Linked DNA regions of Mus musculus: all the other regions are linked to region 3. Evidence: chromatin contacts called from public HiChIP or PLAC-seq and promoter capture Hi-C data. All regions are on one chromosome and are shown on one strand. Each heading gives the region's core, a stretch centred on a gene start, on an enhancer-like site or on the middle of the called end of the contact. The rest is flanking DNA. Distances are from core to core; before and after follow the strand shown.

Region 1 (3,424 bases), core at 657-3,156, 210 kb before region 3:
CCATCAGCTCCCATGCCTTTCCCAACCCAATAGCATCAACCTGTGAACGAAAATAAACCCGTTCTCCATTAAACTGCCTCTGGCAGCTCTTTCCATCACAGCAGCAAGGAATGTGCCTTGTACACACTCCTCTGGGCTCTTACTGGAGGTGGGCAGTTCCTCTGACTAGTGACAAACCTGAGAACTCCTAGTCTGTACTTTTTCACAAAACACATGGAACCAGGAGTCCTGGCTGCTTCCAGAACTGTGGGTCTGTCTCTAAGGAGCAGAGGCCATCTTCCAGCCTCAGAGATGTCCTCCCTGTCTGCTACCTACAGCAGGGACTCCTCTGGGGGAAAACCCACCATCCCTGCAGTGAGCACGCTCATCATCTCTGGTGACACACACACTGTTAGTCAGGAACACATTTTGTTTCTAGGGGAAGAGAAGGGCGCCTGTTTTTATATCTGCAAATAGCTCTGAGCTGGGTAGACACTCAGTTGTTTTGATCCTCTGTGGAAGCTAAAAAAAAATCACATGGCAGGTACCCTCCATTGCTGGCTGCTGTCAGGGTGCTCTGCTGAAGGTGAAGTGTGGGTCCCTTAGCTGCGCATCTACTCCTGAAGACAGACTCAGAGAAGATGAATCTCACTGCTCTTCCCCTTGGGCACCAGAGACTGAACCGGGTTTGCAGTTTTCCAAATTCTTGTAGAATAACACCCCCCACCCCCACCCCGTACTCCTTCAGAACTACCTACTTCAGATGCAGTACCCTCCGAGTGCTACATTCCTTGCCTGGTGAAGCACCTCCATTGGGCAAGCACCAGCCCTCTGGAGGACTCTGAGCCCTGGGCCTAGAGGCTCTACCTCTGAGTTTGAGGTTTAATAATTTCAATCCCTCCTTTGCTTATTTCTTTGCACATGCATGCATAATTATCCAAGCATACATATACATACCCGTGGTGTTCAAACTTCAAAGTCATGGATGCATGCCTACACATATTTGACTGTGCACACACATATGCATAACCACATGTATTCACATGCATATCCACACTTGGACAATTATGGCCTTTATGAGTCCATTGCACACATCGTGCACACACACACACACACACACACACACACACACACACACACACACACACACTGTATGTATGCATAAACACCTCACCTAGCTGCAAACTCTGTATGTATGTATTACTCTGAGTGTGTCTACATGCATATGGGAAGATAAAACTACATGCTCACCATCCACATGCATACCACATACGAGCTCACAGGGACACAAATGTGTGTCCACATAAATCCAACTCCATGCATGAACAAATGCCCCATATAGTAATGCACAGGAAAGGGTGGAGGTTACCAGGCATATTCATCTGTACCCTGGCACACACATCTCCCACAGACAAATGGATGGATACAGCTAGTGTGTACACCTGCAAACTTACTGATAACAGAGTTCATAGGCACGAGGCCACCGTCTGACACCCAAAACATAACCATTGTGCTTGTGCAACCAACAGGCACTCCCCACAGGCGTGCACGCACAAATGCCTAGGTCAGCTATTCAACAAGCTTGCTCTTACACTTCACCACCTTGGGCGTGGGAGGCGCTCCCGGGCACGCGCACACGCGTTCCCTCTCCCCAGCCCGGCGGTCCGGCTGTAATTGCTCCCAGCCCGGGATTGTGCAAAGCGCGCCGCGGGAGCGCACCGCTCCGATCCCGCAGCGCTCTGCGCGCCCCCAGCCCCACTGCCGCCCGGCCCGGCCCGCGGCCATCAAAAGGCCGCTTTGGGCGCGGGCACCTGCTCGCCCGGCCGCAGCCGCGTTTTATCTGGCGCGGTGAATAATTGATGCGCCGCTGCTTTGCAGTCAAACGCGCGGGCTGCCCGCGCCGCCGCCGCCCGCCGGCCGCTGTGATTTATTATTTACCAGCGCGCGGCCGCCGTGTAAGGTGAGCACTGTGGCTGCTCGCAGAACTGTTACAATCTGGCCTCGTTAGTGGCCTTTCTTGCTGCCTCTCCAAACGGCAGCCCCGCTGATTGATTTTCCCGCCGAAGCCGTGCCATGAAATCCCAGCGCTGCTGCTCTCAAAGCGGCTGCGGAAAGCCAGGCTTGGCCCTTCTTCCCGCAACAAGAGCCCGCGTTTGCGCGCGCGCCTTTCATGGCGTCCCCGGCTCCGCCGCTGGCCCCATTAGCACGGCACCCGGCTCCCGCCGCTCCTGCGGGCGACGCTATGCAGCGCGCCGCGGTCGCGGGGGACCGCGCGGGGCCTTTCAAGCCGGTGGCGAGGCGCAGCCGTCCCGCGACCACAAAGTTTTCCTGCCTTGGAAGTTTTCAAACGCGCTAGGCTGATCCGAGTAAGGAACCGGCTGGCTCTTCCCGGGACTCTCCCAGTGACAGCGAAGAGGGGTCCCTCTGGACTACCAGCAAGGAAAAGAAGGCATTTTGGGGGATGCCTACTGTATGCCAGTGTTTAGTCTTTAAACCATTCAGGGGCAACAGCTTGCGAACAAGAACAGGAGGAAGAGCTAGCAAGAGGGGCCTGGGGTGTACCTTCCGCTGGTTAGTTGAAAGCCACCCAGTAACTGTTTGGAATACTACTAAGTACTCAAACTCCCGGTGTGGGACTAGGGTGACTGAATCATCTCAGGTCCTCTGTATGGGCATCCAGGTCTCAGGACTCAAGGCATCTGTTTTGTCATTGGGAGGAAGTGGCCACATTCCCAGGATCCTATCAGACCTGAAATTCACACGATGACGGAGGGGGTGGGAGTCAGGGGTCGGGGGTCGGGAGATGGGGCAGTGGTTCCAAAATTGCTGGTGATAGAGGAAGGTGCCCATTTGGGAGGTTTCCTGAGGGATTCCCCTGGGTGACAAGATGACAAGTTAACAAGGCTTTTGTGTTTTGAAGTGTGGCCCAAGCTGTGTTCAAGGCAGGACCCCTAGAACAGAACCTGAGCAAATCTTGTCACTTTTCTGAAGGGCTTCTCTGTCATACAGAAGGTAGGGCAGCCCCACTTCTCCCTTCCACAGCGCCTGGTGCAGACGAATCCCCAATAGCTGTTCATCTGTCCTGGTGGGTTGGGGACTGGAGAGTGGACACCATAGCTGGGTGCAGAGCCAGATTCATTCCCTTAAGCGTTGAAGCCATTGTGTGTGTGTGTGTGTGTGTGTGTAAAAAGACCACTCAGAATGACCTGTGTGCAGTAGTAGGGTTCTTTGGTTTGGTATAACTGCCACCATATTGAATCAATACAGCTGTGGTAACACACTGGAGAACTTCATGAATTCTGGTCCATGAATGCCCCCTCTTGGAGAGAGGAGACTCAGATCACTGCCCCTCCACCCCATCCATGGCTATAGAAGAGGTAGATAGTTGGGGTGGGCTCTTCAGTATGTGGCTGATGTAAGTGGCTGGATGTAAACTGAGGAATTT
Region 2 (3,588 bases), core at 888-3,387, 180 kb after region 3:
CTGCCCAAAGGACTCGGGTTGTCTGACATCGCTGCATGATGCATCTCAGCCCGCCTAGTGATGGTTCCCCTCCTCACTCTGTGCAGATCATGCCCAGTCACTTCCTCCACTGGATGGAGGAGAACCAAGTCAGTGGCTTCCTGCTCAGCCTTCTTGCTTCTCCCTTTAACAGTTCCCCATGGGAAATGGCAAACAAGTATAAATAAAGACACCCATTGAGTGACAGTGTTTGGCTCTGTTTTAGCAGTTCACAGCGGCCAGCGGTGGGGGTAGTGGGGGTGTGCTTAAAAAAACAAATCTCTGCTCAATGTAAGGCACAGAGGATGCATGCTGGAAAGGTCAGAGGTGCTAAACTAAGAACTCCAGAGTGAGTAGGCTTATGTGCCTGATCTACACTGGGAAAAGCCTAGACACAGAGGTCGTTTTGGTCTTCTTGAGGAAGAACTGGGACGCACGCAGCAGCAATTCCCTTGCTGTAGGTATGGGGTCTGTTGGAGGTTTACTTTCCCTTTAACCATTTGTTTCTTTTACACTGAGAGCGGATCCTAACGATTGCGTCAATCACGTCTCTTCTGTGGGTCCGGTTCCTCATCCCCGGTGGGAGCCAGCTGCTTTTGCCTTTTCCAAATAGCAGTTCAGTTTCCGAGAAAGACAGCCCCAGCAGCCACACCTGCTCCTCTTCTAAGAGCCATTAAAGGATCACCTGGACAGACTTCCCGAGGAGAGGCAGCAGGGCCCAGAGGAAAGTGGTTGGTCGGGATCAGAGAGTCGGCTGTTAGAAACAAAATTTGAGCTGGGGCCAAATGATGAAGAACATAAACCCAGAGTTGCCGCAGCTGCCACCACAGACCGCAGACAGCAGCAGCAGCAGCTTCCGTCACCCCTAAAACCTCCCCAAGGAAACACATTTTGAGGGGATGATGTGCCTGCTTTCTAAACATAGCCACAATAAATGTGGGAGCTTCTTCTACCTCTAGTCCTCCCCCTCCCCCGACCTCCCATGTAGTGATTTGTCAATGAATTCCAAAAGCTACTGTGTGTGTGTTTCAGAAGTCTCTGCTAGATCGGATAGGTTGGGAGTCTATCACTTTGGGTCTTCCCTGGTAGGACTAGAGGTAGTGGAGTGAGGAATAGACCCTATTCCTGGGAGAGATCTCAGTGGGCCCGAAATCACCTTTTTTCCTGTGTCTCGCCTACTAGTTCTGATTCTTGAAGCTCCTTCTTGCAAGACACAGGCTATTCCAAGAGTCTCTAGGCAGAGACCTATCGCTGTTTTTAAGATTCTCTGTTACACATCCAGAGGGAATTCAGTTGTTCCCCACTTTACCATCTCCTCAGTGCTTTGCTCTGTGCATTACACTGCGTTATTTCATCCTTACTGTACAGCCCTGTGAGGTAGCAGTTACCCTCTCACTCCTAGAGGAGGCAACTAACTCAGAGAAGTTCAAGTCAGTAGCCCAAGACTCACAACTACCTGATGCAGCAGGAAGATTTGGGGATATCATAGTGGCTAAATTTGGACACGCAGCTGTCTTAGAGCCTGGATGGTACGTCTCATTCTCCCTGTCCTCCACTGCCTGCTGGGAGGAGAGGTAGCCAGGGATGACTGGTTCACTGTCTCTCCATTCTTCAACTGCAGCTAGGCAGAGTTCTACCAACTAGCAAATGACCAAGGCCCTGGGCAACCCTGGACTCTCCCTACCCTCTCCTACAGGTTCAGACAGCCTCATACTTCCTCAGTGTGTCGTCAAACATTTCCCTTTTCTGGGTCAGGTTCCTCATCTACAGTAGAAGCCAGTTGCTTTTGCCTTTTCTATACAAATAATTACTGTGAAAGACAGCCATCTCCATGTTAATCTAGGTTTTGAGTGGGATGTTGTCTGCTCCTGCTGCTAATTACTGTTTTAGCTCGCTTTCTTTCTAACCTACAAACACCCCCAAATGAAATAGGTTTACCCAGGAAACGAAACACGCCGGAAATCGAGCACAGATAAACAAAACCCACCCTGGATTTATAAGTTTACTTACTAGATTGGGATCCAAGAGGTGTGTTCCAAAAGCAGGTTCCTAGGGGGCGGGGCCAGAGCCCGGGGTGCGTCCCGGAGGGCGGGGCAGCTAGTGGCTAGGTGACTCTGGCGCCTGCGCAGAAGCCGGGAGCGGCGCCTGGGGCTGGGAGTCTCTGGTTCTGAGGTTGGGACTGTGAATTCGGCCGCTCTCTTCGGGTCCCCGCTTTGCTCGGGTCGGGCACCTGGATCCATCATGAACCGATGCGCCGAGGCGGCCGCTGTGGCGGCTACGGTCCCGGGTTCGGGCGTCGGGGACGCCGGGCTGCGGCCACCCATGGTACCTCGCCAGGCGTCCTTCTTCCCGCCGCCGGTGCCCAACCCCTTCGTCCAGCAGACTACGATCAGTGCCTCCCGAAGGCTGCAGGTAAAGGCAAGGCGCGCGCTCAGGTTAAGGCAATGTGGTGCGATGGAGGAGGCTCGGGGTGAGGGCATCTGGTCGGAGGAGGATCAGTCTTGAGGGGATCAGGACTTGAGAGGTATTTGAGGGAATAGCTGGTCTGATGGAGGAGGCGTCTGAGAGGATCGCGAATCCGAAGAGTGTCAGAGGAGATCACAGTGGGTGTGACTAGGAGTTTGCCTGAAGAATTGGAAATCTGACGGGGGAGGCATCTGAGTAGATAGTCTGAAGGGGGAGGCTGGCTGAGTGTGGAGTCTGGTAAGGGAAAGGATCTGCGGAAGAAAGATCTGTGGATCCGGATCCGACTGGAAAGGGTCATGATGGCCAAACAGGAGGATGTGAGAAGTGAGGACACTGGGGGATGGGATGACCCAAGGTACACAAAAGTGAGAAGATGCAGAGAAGGTATGCCTGAGAAGGGGCGGGATGGGGTAGGAGCTTTGGCTCGAGTTTGTGGAAGCAGCGGGTTGAGAGCTACCATATGAGAGAGGGTTTCATGGTACTCTCTTTTATATGCCTTCTGTAAAAAGGGGAGCCAGTTAGAGCCGAGGAGAGTAAGAGAGGAGGCAGAGATCCCTGCTCTGTCCTTGGAACCATAGGGAAGGCTCTAGTGACAAACTGCCCAGGAACAGCCAGGCTGTGAGTCGGAAGCAAAGCAAAGAGAAATCTGGGAGACCCATGAAGGCATTTGAGAGTGTTTTTGAGTGGGCTTTTACACAGCATCTTTTCTAGATTCAAAGATGACATGAGACATAGCTGTTAGAAATGGCCACAAAGGAAGTTGTCTTTATCTCGGAAAAGACAGCTTTTTGGCATCAGTGAGTTCACTTTTTGACTTCCTCTTTGATGAGGTTAGTGACTTGAGAAAGAGAAAGATGGGTGAAAACAGCGGTTGTCTTGTCTGCAGGGGGAGAAGGGTTAATGTCTCCCTGTACGTCTCAGAATTTTTGCGATTTTGCACTGAAGTAGTATTTAGCATTGTTTCTATATACAGCTTTAAGATTTGTGACCCCTCTGGAGGAAGCATGTTAAGCACAGAGCTCTGTGTGTGTGTGTGTGTGTGTGTGTTGGGAGCAGGGTTGGTGGTAGAGGGTGGTGGTTAGAGTTAACGACGGGGATCTGGTT
Region 3 (3,629 bases), core at 173-2,672:
ATCTGGCAACGACTATAATTCTTTTTCTTACAAGGACGCTCCCAGTTTAAAAGCAAGGTTTCACCAAGGTAACCATGGCCTGTGGCAGCAGCTGGATTTGTAGACTCATCTGTGGTTTGTGCCCTCTTTAAGCTCCTTGTCTATTAAACATAAACTGTGAGAGGTGAGCAGATGCTGAGCCTAGAGTGCCATTCTAAAGAGGTCACTGGGTGTGGCTTGCCAAGTCAGAGGCCAGAGGCAAACTTGTGGAGGGACTTCCTGCCTGGGCCCCCAACCTTGCCTCTTTCTCCTGGCAAGAACTGAGAGCTCTCAGTATCCCCTGGATCACACCGTCTCGAGTTTCAATAGAAAAATAAAACATTGTCCCTGAACAAACTCCGGAACCCCTAGAGGAGGTATAGTAAAGATCTAGGACCGTCCAAGACCTGTCAAGTGCACTAGCGCTGTGACAGGGCGACTGAAAGGTAAGGCTTTCTGAATTGCAAACCCCACCTGGTGCCGCAGCAGCGCCACCTAAGACCTTTCATCGCCAGTCTGCAAGCCCCTCCTGATCCTTAGACATGTCTTCGGAATGGTGTCAGCCTGTAAGTGTGCAAAATCTATAGCACTTGCTAACTGGCCACCCCTGTCCGGAAGTCTTGCAAGCAACCCCCTGTTTCCAGAGGCATCGGTGCTTTTTTTTGAAAAGCCAGCGAAGGAGTTTATTACACCATTGGGCCCAGCTGAGTGTCCCTGGCGCTACTCCCTCCGGAGCTCTCCTCTACGGCTCGCCAGCGCCACCCCAAGAGGAGTGCAGAGGTAGCCCTGGGGCCGTGAAGCCTTCGCCCCGCTTTCGGGCTTGGGGCGGACACCGCTGGCGGCACTCGGGAAGGAGCCAAGCCTGGCCTCTGGCGGAGATGGCCCAGACTCTTGGCTGGCAGCCTACAGATGCAAGGGATCAGACTTGGTGCGTGTATGGGAGCTCTCTTACAGAGGCTGCACCTCGATCTGGAGGGGGCGCTCGTCGGTCTAGCCCAGGGCCAGACCTCTGCAGAGACGCCCAAGAGGTCAAGGACCTGGCCAGGGCTGGGATTAGCCAACGATTTGGGGAAACTGAGACCCAAGCCACATCCCCAAGGACACAGATGGGCTGCCCGGGGGGCTTGATCAAAGCTGCTGGAGCTGGTCCAACCCTAAGAGCTCCCGGGACGGAGGGGCCAACAAACTTTGATGCAGAGGAGAGGCGGAGATGGGTTGTAGTTGGAGGCTGGTCCTGCGAGCCCCTGCTCTCCTCCACCTGCTCCGGCTCTGCCTCCTCCCAGCCCTCGCCCACCCCACTCCCCCCACCCCCCACCCCCGCCATCAGACTCCTCAGCTCTCCTCTCCCTCCTTTTTCTCCCCCCTTGCCTGCCTCCCCCAGTTTCCTCTGGGCTCTTCTTTTGTATTCTCTCCTCCCTCGCCGCCCCGCTTGCCTCTTGCCTCCTCGGGGGCCGCAGGGGAGGAGGCGAGCACGCTGCACCCTGGGCCCGCACGGCTCGCCGGGAGGCGTATTTCCCACTTCTCCCGGGGAATTTGGAGAGGGTCTGTGTGCGCGCGCGCGCGTGAGCTGCAGGCGAAAGAGGGTAGGATCTAGCGGCGAGTCGAGGGTCAGGGTCTTTGACGTTTCTCGCCCGTTGCACAAACCTCGCAGAGCAAGAACGAGTGTATCCGAGAGTGCGTGCATGTACACGGGCTGGCTGCCCTTGGCACACTCGGTGGCCCGGGGCCCCGGGGCCCGCGGTCCCCTCTGGCGGCCGGGGATTACCGTGACGTCACGTTGAGCCTCTGGCCACCTTGGACTGGGACACCTCGGGAACCTCACAGCCCGACGCTGCGCTGTACCTCACCTTGCCCCTGCGCGCCTTTGGCACCCTACTCCTTCTTCCTAATTCTGCCGCCGATCCATGGGCCCCTCTGCCTTCTGGAACCCACAGGCCGTAGGGGTGCCTTACCAATCGCAGAACTCGGCAGCCCCTCTGCCTTTGATTCTGCCTCCCGTCTCTCCCCTCCTGCCAACGAACTGGCGGCCAGCTCCTGCAGCCCTGTAAGAAAACCAGACGCTGCGCTGCGCTGCTGGGGTCATCGAATCACAGAGCTGAGCAAGGGACTCGAAAGGAAAGAGGGACTCAAGTCCCTGAAGACGCCCTGCTATGGCCTTTTCACCTTTTGGACACCCGTATGGCAGCACATCCCAGGTGAGTAGAGTTAGGGGGTGGGGGTGGCAGAGGCAGGCTAGAGGGATGCCCAGTAATCCCCGAGCTTCCTCTTCTCCTTGACCCAAGGGAAGTCAGAAAGAGCACGGACCGGGAAATGTGCCACAGCACCCGCTGACATCCTGATGCCAGTCTGAGAGCTTTCACTCTTTGAGTGCCACCTGAAACGCACTCTGTGTGCGAGGTGGGTGGGATCTGAGGGAACTTGTAGTCAGGGTTACCCTTGGACAGATTCGGTGGCCAGGGTACTCTCAGGAGAAAACAAAAGGACTTCAGCGCATTGGCACTGCACTGCTCATTTGTTGACCTCTGCTCCGATCCCAAATCCCACTCTTTTCTAAGCTCTCTACTTCAGCTTCCCTCCAGTTTCCAAACCAGGGCGTTGTGCAGTGGTGAGGCTTTCCTTGGAGAAGTCTGAGAATGCCCATCACTGTTCTCCATTATCTCCAAAATAGTCACACACACACACACACACACACACACACACACACACACACACACACACCCCTCTTGGCACTCAGTGTCAGGTTGACCTTTGACCTGCTGTGGGATCCTGGACCGGTCTACTCTGACCGTGAGTGGATTCCCTTTTAGTACAGTGGGGACAGGAATGACATGTTGGTGATGGTCTTGAAGGCTAACTTTTAATTCTGCCTTTGTAGAATCCCAGAAGGGGGAGAGACAAGGATTTGGTCTTATTTCCAAAGTTCCCCAGGACTGCGGAGCCCTAGCAATGTCCTGGGGGCATCTATAAGAGCAATTTGGGTAAATTGTCATCGAGAAATCCCTATGCCAGTGCTCAGCAGGGAGATTCTGCACCTGGTGGTATTTGGTTAGTAGAACAAGGAATAAAGGCATCAGGCAGCTTCCTTGCATAATCTCCTCTGGCTGCAGCCAGTCGATGGACCCTCTAGATTTTAAACTTTTAATGACTGACTCCTTTCCTGTTCTTGTAGTTTCTGGTGTCTGCAAGTTCCAGTGCCACTTGCTGCGAAACGGCCCCTCGGCCAGTGTCAGATGTGGCCTCAGCCTCCACCTCTGCCTCTACTCTTTGCTGTACACCCTATGACAGTCGGCTGCTGGGCAGTGCTCGGCCAGAGCTGGGAGCTGCCTTGGGCATCTATGGAGCACCCTATGCAGCTGCCCAGAGTTACCCTGGGTACCTGACCTATGGCCCAGAGCCACCCACACTGTGTGGCGCACTGGTAAGTAATGGAATGGGGCCTGGGACTCTTTGGCGAATATTGGGACTTGGGAGTATAGACAATCAGCATAGATGAGCTCTACTGTGACCTTGTCTGGGGACAAGCTAAATGGGACAGACAATGCTGAGGAAACAGCATAGTGAATAAGGACAAATCCTAGTTCAGAGCACTTTGCAGTTTGTAGAACTCCACA

What was found. HiChIP or PLAC-seq counts read pairs in DNA pulled down with a chosen protein or histone mark. Capture Hi-C pulls out chosen DNA fragments and counts their contacts.
Region 1: a contact with region 3 is called in an H3K4me3 HiChIP or PLAC-seq map of craniofacial prominence, with 3 times the contacts expected there. The contact joins the enhancer-like site here to the promoter of Irx6 in region 3. A contact is called at or near these places in 3 of 39 promoter capture datasets (embryonic stem cells, maxillary cranial neural crest and second pharyngeal arch cranial neural crest), 8 of 484 Hi-C or Micro-C datasets (all in embryonic stem cells) and 6 of 115 datasets of contacts at active chromatin or transcription factors (craniofacial prominence, embryonic hindbrain, embryonic limb bud and 3 more).
Region 2: a promoter capture Hi-C map of pancreatic islet shows a contact between it and region 3. The contact joins the promoter of Lpcat2 here to the promoter of Irx6 in region 3.

The regions. Positions count from the first base shown.
Region 1 is chr8:92,458,710-92,462,133 of GRCm38.p6, forward strand. No RefSeq gene overlaps it. Among named protein-coding and RNA genes, the nearest start is that of Irx5, 100 kb to the left of the region's middle. Within about 2 kb of position 1,907, at least 49 of the 459 cell types and tissues checked have an H3K27ac peak or open chromatin away from gene starts, as enhancers often do. A contact at or near this core is called in craniofacial prominence and neural tube, where this site is marked.
Region 2 is chr8:92,853,196-92,856,783 of GRCm38.p6, forward strand. It overlaps Lpcat2 (lysophosphatidylcholine acyltransferase 2), which reads left to right and starts at 2,138. Exons shown (of 14, transcript NM_173014.2): 1 at 2,138-2,430. The coding sequence starts at 2,260. Gm45472 (a long non-coding RNA gene) reads right to left here and starts at 2,223. Exons shown (of 2, transcript XR_003947583.1): 1 at 2,029-2,223; 2 at 1-772. It overlaps Mmp2 (matrix metallopeptidase 2), which reads left to right. Exons shown (of 13, transcript NM_008610.3): 13 at 1-226.
Region 3 is chr8:92,672,867-92,676,495 of GRCm38.p6, forward strand. Irx6 (Iroquois homeobox 6) reads left to right here and starts at 1,423. Exons shown (of 6, transcript NM_022428.3): 1 at 1,423-2,213; 2 at 3,188-3,436. The coding sequence starts at 2,169.